Linked DNA regions of Sus scrofa: region 2 is linked to region 1. A link is a contact called in public Hi-C data. All regions are on one chromosome and are shown on one strand. The core of a region is the stretch at or near the end of the contact, and the rest is flanking DNA. Distances in the headings are between cores, read along the strand shown. Region 1 overlaps INPP4B (type II inositol 3,4-bisphosphate 4-phosphatase). Region 2 overlaps LOC106504720 (a long non-coding RNA gene).

Region 1 (5,807 bases), core at 2,405-4,904:
CATTTTTTTTTCATTTTTCCTTTTTTCATTAAAAAGTAGTCAATTCAGTGGACACAAACACATTTGAATCCCAACCCACCAATATCTTGTATGTTTAACCTCCACTGGGCTCTGAAAATTCTTTTAAGTCACCGAGTCTAAAACAAAGCCAGTAAAAAGGCAGAAATAAAAGTAAAAATCTACTGATGAATGCATGATTGCAAAGAGTCATTCCTCTGTTACTACCCATGTGAGTCAAGAACTTTTAATTAAACACGACAATCAAAGCAAAACCTGGAAGCATTTTTATTTTTATTTTATTTCATTTTTTTTAGTCCTATGAGTTGAGGAAGGCCATTTACCCAGGTCACTCCCTCCTAGAGTGGCTTCATGTGGGGTAATGACAGTGCATACATTTGACTTGGAAGACCAACAGGACATACTTCCATTTCTGACAACAAGTTTTCAGGTTTCTTTAGCGGCTGTGGAAAAGTTCCTGTGCAGGTTAGACTTGATGGTGATCCAAATGAGTGATGTCTCCCTGAGCAATCCAGTCACTCATGATTTATCACCTCTCCAGTGGGATGGTTTCAGTATGTATAGATCCAGAGTGTGTATGGGTTTCACCTTATGAAATGCGATGACTCATGTCCTGGTTGGGCATTTCCAAAGAAATATTGAAGCTAGTGACCACTTTTAAGGAGCTGTCTGACTACATGACTAAGTCAATAAAAACCATTTTACAGAAGAATAAAACACTATTGGTAAGTGTTGGCATCGCTATTGGTAAATATTAGTATAATGATATTAGTAACTTTTATTTTACCTGGAAAAATCCTTTCATAAAAAGTATTTGATTTCTTTAAAACTTTTTGTTGAAGTAGAGTTGATTTACAATATTGTGTTAGTTTCAAGTGTATAGCATAGCAATTTAGTGTATGTGTGTGTGTGTGTGTGTGTGTATCTTCAGAATCTCTCCCCTTATAGATTATTACAAAATATTTAGTGGAGTTGCCTGTGCTAAACAGTAGGTCCTTGTTGGGACTAACATATATATGTTATGTTATCCCAACTTCCTAATTAATATGTATATATTAATCCCAATCTCCTAATTTATCCCCTATTATCTTCCTTACCTCCCCCTGAGGAATAGGTAAATAGATGAAGAAATCAAGTTTGACAATGTCACATAAGTAGAAAATGGTGAATCGGGGAATACAGCTCAGGGATTCTGACTGATGTCAGGGTCTTTCCCTAAGGTCTTGCTACGTAAAATTAGGGAATAATAAAGTATCTGAGTTGTTGGGCAGAAAAGAGATCTGGGCAGCCTAAGACATGACTTTAGTTGTTGTTGTTTTCTTTGCCTCTTTTTAGATCTAGACTATAAAGAAATAGATAATGCCATTATGGTTGTTTTTACTTCATCAGTACTGGTGGATCTGCAAATGCAGTTGGACAGAACATTTGAGTTTAATGGAGATTTTCTGTTTTTATTAGAACTGAGTCTTAGAGGTTCTCTGATAAAATGAAGAAACAGCTGCTCACTTCTGAGAAACAACCACAGCCCACAATCAAGCCTGATAAGAAATAAGAAAAGAAGTAACTTATTTTGAGCAAATGTGTCATAAGTTAGTAAGGTAAAAATGAAGCTATCAGCAGAAAGTAGACAACGATGCATGTGTTTGAAACAAATTGACTCCAACTTCAAAATCTAAGGACAGATATATGTCAATATCAGTGAACGGAGGGAGAGCTGTATACTGTGACGAGAAAGCCAAGAGAATGAGTGATAAAATTAAACATTCATTAGGCAAGTGGAGGAAATGATCAAAATAACCACCAAAGAACAGTAAAGACTAAATCTTTTTTTTCCCCCTTCCGGTGATACCTTGGTATTATCAAAACCTTGCATCAGTATTTTCTAAAATTGTAGATCCCTTGGGTTAGACAATAAAGAATTATGGCAATGGGTCTTCTAAAGAGAGGCGTCCTTGTGCAGGAGAGGAATTTAGTATGCCAAGAAAAGAAATGGAGCTGCTGGAATATGATGCAAGAAAACTACCAGAGAGTTCTAGTAATATAAATGTGACCACTTAATATTTCTAAGCCTCTAGTTCTTAGTATGTCAAATCAAAATAGTAATTCAAAGCTCCATTTTGAGAAATAAAGAAATAATTGGCAAACAGCCTCAAAAATAATGATGGCTAAAAAAGTTATTTTTTTCATGCATGCTTTCCTGTATGGTTAGAGACATGTGGTTTAAATAAGGAAAATTTGTAGCAAAATATATAGGCATAAAAGGATCTCAAGGTCTATCAAGAAGTTAAATAATTTGCCCAGCATCACTTAACTGGTAGAACCAGCTGAAAATCAGGCCTGTTCCATTCCAAAACTCCTGCTTTTGCCTTTATCCTATTCTGCTTCTACGAATGAGCTGATTTGTAAGGATGGAAAGGTGATAATTACACTTATAATATTCTTTGCTTTCAAGTCTTAGGTTTAAGCCATAGTATCTCCGTCCTAGGAGATGAAGGCCCTGTGCAGGGCTACAGAGCCACAGTGTAGCTTAAATACATGGGTCCTTCTGTCCCTTTCTGCGCTGGTCAGATGTGTGAGATGTGGATGGTCTAAAGCCAGGCACACTCCCACTTTGAACCCAGGATCCTGGGCTACTTCTCAGTACCCCTGTCCCAGCCTCCACCTGTCCCCAACCACCAGCTCTGCTTAACTGATCCCTGGTGAGGACTCTTTGCATTATCCTTAGCAATCCAAATGCAGGTTGTAAAATTACCATTTCAAAGCCAGATGGGGAAACACAGGGGGAGGAGACCTTAGACTGGCAGTAAAGAAATTTTTTTTTTTTTTAATTTTTCTTCCCCAAATGGTGGGAATGATGTGTGGAAGGAGAAAATATTCAAGTAAATTTGGTATGGTGAGGAGAGTCTGTAATATGAGCCTGGTATCACAAGGGAAAGTTCTTACTTTTGCGGCCCCTGGTCAAGAATTAACCCATCCTTTCCCCACATTTCTGCCTCTGGACTTGGCAGGGATCCCCGACAGGAACGACGGACAACCCCTTTAACCTCCCCCCACCCCACCCGCCCCTAGCCTGGGGCTTGTGTGCTGCTGTGATAGGGCAGCCTCTCTTTCCTGTGTCTGTCCCCGTGTAGGACAGTAGGAGGTCAGCTCTAGCGAACAGATAGATAAGGACCAAGTTTGTGGGTTCCAACATCTGAACTAATGCAGCCAGGGTGCACTGGGAGCAGCTGTAAAGTTTCCCGGATGTGGCCCAACGTCGTAGACTTAGTCTAGGAGAGTGAATTAAAGCCTAGGGTTTAAAGACTAATTAAAGCCACTCAAGACCCTGAGCTGTGTGTGCACAGTTCCACGTTAGAGCTGGGATCCCAGAGCAGTCGAGACTTGCAAGAACTGCACATGTGGTCAGTGGAAATGAATTTTCAATTCAGCTCGGCAGCACGTGACTTCCTATTTCTGTAAGGTACTTCCAAGGGACTTCCTCTGTAAACTCAGCCCCCGTCCCAGAAGATTTAATTCCTCGCCGCGGCTAAGTTGACTTCCACCCTGGGACAGACGCTTTCCCCTGAGATACAGGGTTAGTTTCTCCTGTTTCTCTTTCCTTTGCCATTGCCAGCTTGCAAGGATCTTGTGGCTCCCGTCCGTGATCGGAAGCTGAATACCCTGGTGCAGATCGCAGTTGTTCACCCCGCCGAGCAGAGTCTGACAAGATACTCCTGCACGGAAATTGTGGAGGTGAGTGTGCTGCGCCTGCCTTCCTCTCGCTATCTCTCAGTCGCTCTCTGGATTTGAGCAAACAGCCGAAATAAGTTAGATCATAGCCTGCAGCTCTGCTGGGCTGCTACCCTCTGTCCTTTCGGAAAGCTTACCTGAGGTTACTAAGCACGCCTTTGTAATTTACCAGAATAAACAAATGGGGGGGCGGAATTTGCTTTTTTTTAAAAAAGACCTACTTTTCTTTAGAAAAGAGAAAGAAAACCACACTTTGAATCTTTGAATAGAGTACCAAAATTTGTGCGGGAAGCACAAATTTTACATTTTAAAGTAAATGGAATGAATATTTCTTTTGGGGGGGAGGAGTTTTAAAGTACCCAGAGAGGTTTTAAACCTAAGTGTTTTTCCCTTTTCATTTTTGTCCTCTATTCTTCAGACTGTGAGGAAACTTCATATTCTCTGCTGGCTGTGGCTGTCTTTTTAAAAGTATGATGTTTTATGAAGAAAGGTAGATGATTAAACACTGTAATATTCCTAGGCAAAAGGTGTAAATATTACTCATGGATGGGAAATTTCCTATTTACATTTATTGTAACTTATATAATCCTCAAAATGTGTCAGGAGGAAACTTGTTATTGTGTTGGATCAGATTCAAAAGAGGAAGTGTTTCCCTTTTGATTATTTTGTTCTCATCACACATAGTTCACAGCCTTAGTGACTGAGAGATAATTATTTAAACATCTGAGACTAAAGAAAGTGTCCTCTGAACTCCTCAAGCTTTGCTTTTCTTAGATTCGGGGGCCCTGCGTGTTTTACAAGAGGAGTTCCTCTGTAAGAGCCTAAGTTGCCTCCCCCAGACCTGGCTTGCTCAGTGCTGTTGGGGGAATAAATGATTCACACTAAACTCCACTCACTTCTCTAATGGGAATGGCCCAGATCCTGCACGTAGCCTTGAATCTGCCCTTGGGAAACTTGAGGTTCTAATGCTGGTACAGTTTGTAGTTAATAAACAAAAATAGTGGTATTCAATCATTGAAAGAACACTAAAATTGTAACATTGTTCATGTATGTGAAAAATATTTTCAAGCATTATTCCAGCTTAATTTGTTAAAGTATTGACAAAACTTAAAAGGAATGATCTCTTCTGACACATTTATTTGAATATATACAGCTGTCCTTGACTCTTTCATTCACTGCCTGTTCCAAAATGTCTAACACACAGTACCAAACAAAAAGTGGTATTTGTTGAGTGAAAGGAAGAAAGCAAGGAATACGTGAATAACTTGAGCTTCCATAGACAAGTTTACAGACCTCTAGCAAACATCTCTATGATATTCAGCAACATACATATTTAAACATAGAAATAAAATTTAATGTTGGATGTCAGCTCCCTAAAAATGAATTCTGCGGCCTGGAAACACCCTGTGCACTGCATGCTGAGCTAGTCATTTCATAGCCCCAAATCCATCATCTTTAGTTTCTTCCATTAGTTTTCAAATCAGTCTAAGGGGAAAAAACAACAACAACAAAAAAACACAGCTCAACATCTAAAAACAAATGAACGCTATCAGAGCATCACTTTCCATTGAATCATTGCATACAGGAAATAAATGGACAGCGTAAGATTACCAAATGGTTCTTGATAAGAAAATAGCTTCCTTTTAATTTGATCAGTCACAATCTTAGGTTATTTGCATAAATCACAAGTTATGTCCATTGAATATATGCTACATGCACTGACAATTGACCCTAAGGAAGGGTTCAGCATATAGTGAAAATAAATTGTTTTTCAGGATATTTTAGCAGCTCTGACAATGATGCAGCTCTGTCAGTACTTTGGGGCCCAGGGCCAAGTGGTTCCCCATGCGCATCATTTGGCAATTCAGATCTCTCTTCTAATACAACTATTTCCTAGAAAAACAAACAGACCCAGACACTTTCTGCATTCTCCTGTGTCACCGCATGCTGTCGACTGCAGTTGCTGCCTTATTGAATCAAAGTTGTCTGCTTGTGCTGTTACAGGGAACAAGAGACCCACTGTTCTTGACTGGTGTCACATTCCCATCTGAGTATCCCAT
Region 2 (5,807 bases), core at 2,398-4,897, 870 kb after region 1:
ACAATAAAAATCATCTGCAGATGCCCCAAGACATGGAGCAAATGTCATCTATATGATAAAGTTCCTCAAAATAACTGAGAAATTGCAGGCCACTTGGTCCAAAGTGCAATCAGCAATGTATTGTATATCACTGACTTATAACTGTTACAAATATTTATAATAATGGAATATATTGTTTAACACGATGAAGCCTGAAAAGGCTCATTAACTCTAAATTTGATTCAGTAACTCCATTTCTTTTCATTTGCAGACGCAAGAGTCTGTAATTTTGTAACATCAGTTTGTTATATGAGCTGTGAACCCTGCTTAAATCTAGATTCATATTTGGTTTAGTGCAGAATAAATATTAATATTGGGATTTTTATTTCTTTTTTTATAATGATTTTTATTTTTTCCATTATAGCTGGTTTACAGTGTTCTGTCAATTTTCTACTGTACAACAAGATGACCCAGTTACACATACATGTATACATTCTTTTTTCTCACATTATCATGCTCCATCATAACTGACTAGATTTAGTCCTCAGTGCTACACAGCAGGATCTCACAGCTTATCCATTCCAAAGTCAATAGTTTGCATCTATTAGGGAATTAAGGGGTTTTTATTTCTAAAATGCTTTTCTGAACAAATTCATTCATCTCCTTTATTTTTCTTCTTGGGATTTCTAGACTACAACACCAATTAGAAATTGTGGAATCATAGAATTTTAGGAGTTGAGGATCTTTGAGGTCACAGAGATTGGAAAAATATGGAGGAGTTCCCTTGTGGTGAGAAAGGCTAAGGATCAGGCATTGTCACTGCAGCTTCTCAGGCTGCTGCTGTGGTGCAGGTTGCAGGTGTGATCCCTGGCCCAGGAACTTCTACACTTGATCTTGGCCAAAAGGCTGAGAACAATAGCCCAGGAAGTTCTACATGCTAAAAAAAGAAAGAAAAATGTGTTCAATGATTCATGACTGTGATAAGCTAAATAATAAAGGTACCAGGACTATAATGACCTTCACAGATGTCAAAAAGAAACGAATGGTGACTAATGCAACAAAATGAAGGTTAGATATAAAAGGTGAAAATAAGTAATCAACAACTAGAGATTGAAATTTAATAACTTAAATAAAGTAGATCTAAACCGGAATAGATCACTCAAAGGAAGATGAGAATATTGCAGAGTATAGTGGGAAATTTACTTCAAAATATGTCCTTGTTCACTCTGAATCCCATGTCAGACATTAATATTTTTATTGTGCTTCTTGGACCTTTTTCTGCTGCTCAACTGCTGAGTGTTTTGTTTCTCCTGCCTAAATGAATTACTCTGAAACATCACCAAATTGTAACATGACAAAAAATTACCCAAGAAATATTTATCGAGAAATTAATCTTACTCTGTATTTTCCCATGAGGAGATACAGTTTTAGATTATTTGTAAAGTTTTGCAGTTATCCTTCTTTCTCTTCTGCACAAAGACCTCTTATACAATGATATGATATTTTGGATAAGATTTGTTAGGATATCAGATTAGATTTGTTAGGCTATCAACCAGCATTTTTCCTGTAATGCAGAGTTCTAATTCCTCCAGCCATTGCCTTCCATCAGGCTTCCTTTCCATACCTATTCTTGTAGCAGTTGATTTGCCTTAGCCAAATAATCCATGACAGCTTTCAAACATTCTCTTACTTGTCTGAGAAAGAGAAAGTGGGTGTAGAACAGCGTTTTTTTTCAAATTTTAGCAACTTTCAGATAATCTGAAGTGTTAATGAAAACACAGATTGCTGGACCAGCTTCACGGGTCTCTGGTGGGCCTGATGAGGTGCATATGTAACAGGCTACTGCTGATGATCCTGATCTGGACCCACCTTCCAGCATCATAGCTGTAGAGCACTGGGAAACTAGGGAGCTATACAACCAAGGGCTGCTGTGCCGTTCTCGGCGTTGTTGCAGGTTGTAACCATCACAGCTAACCCCCAACTGTAGGGTCTGTCACTTTGATTCCCTCTCCTCAAATATGAGAGATCTACTTTTTTATACTCACTTTTCAGATTGATTTTGATCTGCTTTGACCTGACATTTCTAGTGTGCCATCCTAGAAGGTCAAGTTCTTTTACTGGACTTTTTTTTTTTTTTTTTAATTTCTCAGGTATAGCTCAAAACATTAAAACTCTATTTCCAGGATTAACGTCGTCTTCCCCAGTGTGCTACAGCTTTACCAGAATAATTTATGGTCAAGTCCTCTCTGCCCTCACATCCTCCTTTCCCTACTCAAAGCCTCTGGAATAGATAAACAAAAATATGGAGTCTGGATAATTTTGTCTTTCCCACTCTCTGGGCTAACGCCCAGGTATGTAACTACTGTCTTATTAGCAAACAGAGAGAAGAATGACCTCTGTCCAGAAACAAAAGCAAAGTTACAGTTTTTCTTGAATTACCTATTGGTGCCTCGATTGCCCCCATATATGTCCTGGGTTATTTATTTAAGGAAACAATATATCTAAAAAGAGATCTACGAATATAACCAATGAATTATAGCATTTTATAATAGGAAAAATTGAGAACAAGCAAAATGTCCATCAAGGCAGCTTCCATCTGGAGGCTCCACTGTCCCCTAAATCTTAATAGAATCCACACAAAAAATATAAAAGGTAAGGAGAGAGGGCTTGTAGTCTAAAGCGGGGGATGGCAAACTTTGGCTGGTGGACCAAGTCTGGTTCACTGCCTGTTTGGGTGCACGTAACAAACTGCTTGTAAAACACATATAGCTATGTTTTTCCATTTTAAAATGGTTGGAAGAAAAAAAATCAATACGCTAGTAATATTTCATGACATGAAAATTTTATAAAATTAAATGTCAGGGTTCATAAACAAAGCATTGTCAGGACACAGCCCCACTCAGACATTTACGTATTGTCCAGAGCCTTTCTTTCTTTTTTTTTTTTTGTGCCCTAGTGACAGATTTGAGACATTCCCACAGAGACCCAGGATGACCCACCAAGTCTAAAATATTTCCTTATCTGGTCCTTTACAGAAGTTTGCTAACTTCTAGTCAAAGATGTGGAAATGGTTTGTAAACTAAGTAACCCAACTGTTTCTTTGCTGTTGAACTTCTCTCCCTTCCGTGTGGTTTCTTAGATCCACTTGGGGGCTACTGCTTACAGCATTTCCAAACTGACTTGACTGAGGAGCCCTCCTTTTGATGGAAGATTTCACACCGTACATATAAAAAAAAAAAAAAATCAGTTTAGGAAATGTTGTTCTGGAGCACAATGTGGGGACACAAATTTAAGAAAAAGTAATAAAGAGCTAATGATGCAATTTCAGATTGCTGGGACTGCCTTGCAAGCATCGCCCAGGGAAAAAGAGGGTTTGCCTTCTAAATGTCTCTCAAATTATATCCATGGGAAATACAGATGGCTCTTCCTTGGGTATATAACAATGAGGGAAAAAATCAACTTTGAGGAAAAAACCTTTTCTGTTAACGAAATAATCGCACCATCTCTGTTACAAAAAAGAAACAGTAATTCTAAATATAGATAAATGTCACAGGGAAAAAATGGCTATGTTGGCTCAGCAGAATGTTTTGCAAATGTCAATGCTAAAAACACTAAGCTTGAGCTATGTATAACTGCAATTCCTAAAAGCTTTGGAAAGTCAGTAATTGTTACGTAACAGCCATCACCATTTCGCTGGGGATTTTAAGAGGATCAGCCTGTTCGTTCCCAAATAACATATTCTCCTTGCGTGGAGTTTTAGCGACCTCTAGTGGCTGTCATGTTATAGTGCTTTCTGTTTTCTCAAACTCTCCGTAAAAAAAATTACAGAAATGTCATGCATTCTTTTCCAGATTCTAAATGTTAATCTTTTTATTTAACAAGTATTTGTTGAGTGTTTATCATGCTGTTGGCACTATTCTGAGCATCAGGAGAGAAAAGCACAAGGCGAAGAGTCAGATGATGGAGCCGTAGGGCAAATGCAGTGACTTAAAAAGCTGTTTTGATTCCTAACATATGATATCACTTATATGTGGAATCTATTATAAAAAAATGATACAAATAAACTTATTTACAAAACATAAAGAGACTCACAGACTTCAAAAACAAACTTATGGTTACCAGAGGGGACAGGCGGTGAGGAGGGATGGGCTGGGGGTTTGGGATTGGCATTTGCACACTGTGGTCTATGCAATGACTAGAGTTCTGCTGTATAGCACAGAGAACTCTACCCAGTATTCTGTGATAATCTATGTGGGAAAAGAATCTGAAAAAGAATGGTTATGTGTATGCCTGAGTCACTGAGTCATACAGCAGAAATTATCACATTATAAATCAACTATCCCACAAAACTTTTTAAAACGGGAGGGGAAAAAAAGCTGTATGACTCTGAACATGACTACTTTTGACTTACCTGATCCTTGGTCTTCTCACAGCATTGTTTTTTTGTTTGTTTGTTTTTCTTTTTAGGGCCATACCAGCAGCATATGGAGGTTCCCAGGCTGAATCAGAGCTACAGCTGCTGGAAAGAATTTTCTTGTTATTTAAAGAAGTTAAAAAAAAAGCCAAATCAAAAAAATCACAAAGTGATAACAGAATGAGGTGAAGCCAAATGAATTGTGTATGAGAAAAAAAAAATCACAATGCAATACGCTTAGGTTTCATTCTCTTAAAGTTTCTCTACTTTGCAGAAAACTAAGATTTTCTTCCACATAATAATTTGATTTTTGTTGCCACTTCAATTATATTTTGTATCATCTCAACATAGCTATTTTGAAATGTAATGATAAAGAAAAAATGTCCTATAATAACTAAGAATTTCTCCCTTTTCCCCTAAAAAAAATTTAAAAATTAAAAATTAAAAAAAAATTAAAAGAGGAGTTCCTGTCATGGCTCAGTGGTTAACGAATCCAACTAGGAACCATGAAGTTGTGGGTTCGATCCCTGGCCTTGCTCTGTGGGTTGAGGATCCGGCGTTGCCGTGAGCTGTGGTGTAGGTTGCAGACGCGGCTTGGATCCCGCGTTGCTATGGCTGTGGTGTAGGCCGGTGGCTACAGTTCCCATTAGACCCCTAGCCTGGGAACCTCCATATGCCATGGGAGCGGCCCTACAAAAGGCAAAAAGACCAAAAAAATAAAACAAAATAAAAGATTTATGGGAAGCAACCTCCCCACCCCTTTTGGAGGCGCTGTTCTTGCATTTGCATGTGACACCTGGAGTTTCTGCAGCTGTCTGTGACTGTGAGAGGAGACATTGATGACACCCTGAAGGTGGCACAGCAGACAGGTAGAAAGCATCTGAGAGCTTGAGATCAGAGTTAAACTTTGGCTTTGCCAACCTCAGAACTATCTACCGTTGGACTTCTTGTAACGTGAGATATGAAGCACATTGTTTTTTAAGCCATTTTTAGTTGAGAACTCTGTTACGTGCAGCTGAAGTGTTACACATCCCATAAGGTGTTGCCACTCTCAAGGTCTCTAGGCTTCAAAATGTCTGGACTTGGTGGATTCCTTTCTTTGAATCATCTACAAAACATACTCAGAGAGTTATAGTTAAACCTAATCTATCCCATCGTTTTCTTACTAGTGGAGCAACAGACAAAAGGGGAAATTTTATGAAGGAGAAGATACTAGTAAAATATCTGTTGGATGAGGATGACATCGCCCAGCCTTTGCTTTTGTGAAAAGGCGCGCAGTTCCTATTTCCTGCCACGATGTACCAGGCATAGAGGCTGTTACTTCTACCCACATATAGGCTCATTGAGAGAATTAGATGGAAACGTGAGTCTGAAACCTCGATTCTCACTGGGTAAGGGTTTCCCTCTTTTCCTG

What was found. A called contact is a pair of places that touch in the nucleus more often than the background predicts.
Region 2: a Hi-C map of skeletal muscle shows a contact between it and region 1, with 9 times the contacts expected there. The contact joins two enhancer-like sites. A contact is called at or near these places in 2 of 47 Hi-C or Micro-C datasets (heart right ventricle and skeletal muscle).

Annotation. Positions count from the first base shown.
Region 1 is chr8:85,194,562-85,200,368 of Sscrofa11.1, forward strand. INPP4B (type II inositol 3,4-bisphosphate 4-phosphatase) reads left to right here. Exons shown (of 30, transcript XM_021100673.1): 6 at 3,632-3,750; 7 at 5,752-5,807. Among named protein-coding and RNA genes, the nearest start is that of INPP4B, 390 kb to the left of the region's middle. Within about 2 kb of position 3,655, at least 45 of the 83 cell types and tissues checked have an H3K27ac peak or open chromatin away from gene starts, as enhancers often do. A contact at or near this core is called in skeletal muscle, where this site is marked.
Region 2 is chr8:86,067,129-86,072,935 of Sscrofa11.1, forward strand. LOC106504720 (a long non-coding RNA gene) reads right to left here. Exons shown (of 4, transcript XR_001298412.2): 2 at 5,421-5,501; 3 at 4,391-4,495; 4 at 2,103-3,176. Among named protein-coding and RNA genes, the nearest start is that of RNF150, 18 kb to the right of the region's middle. Within about 2 kb of position 3,648, at least 7 of the 83 cell types and tissues checked have an H3K27ac peak or open chromatin away from gene starts, as enhancers often do. A contact at or near this core is called in skeletal muscle, where this site is marked.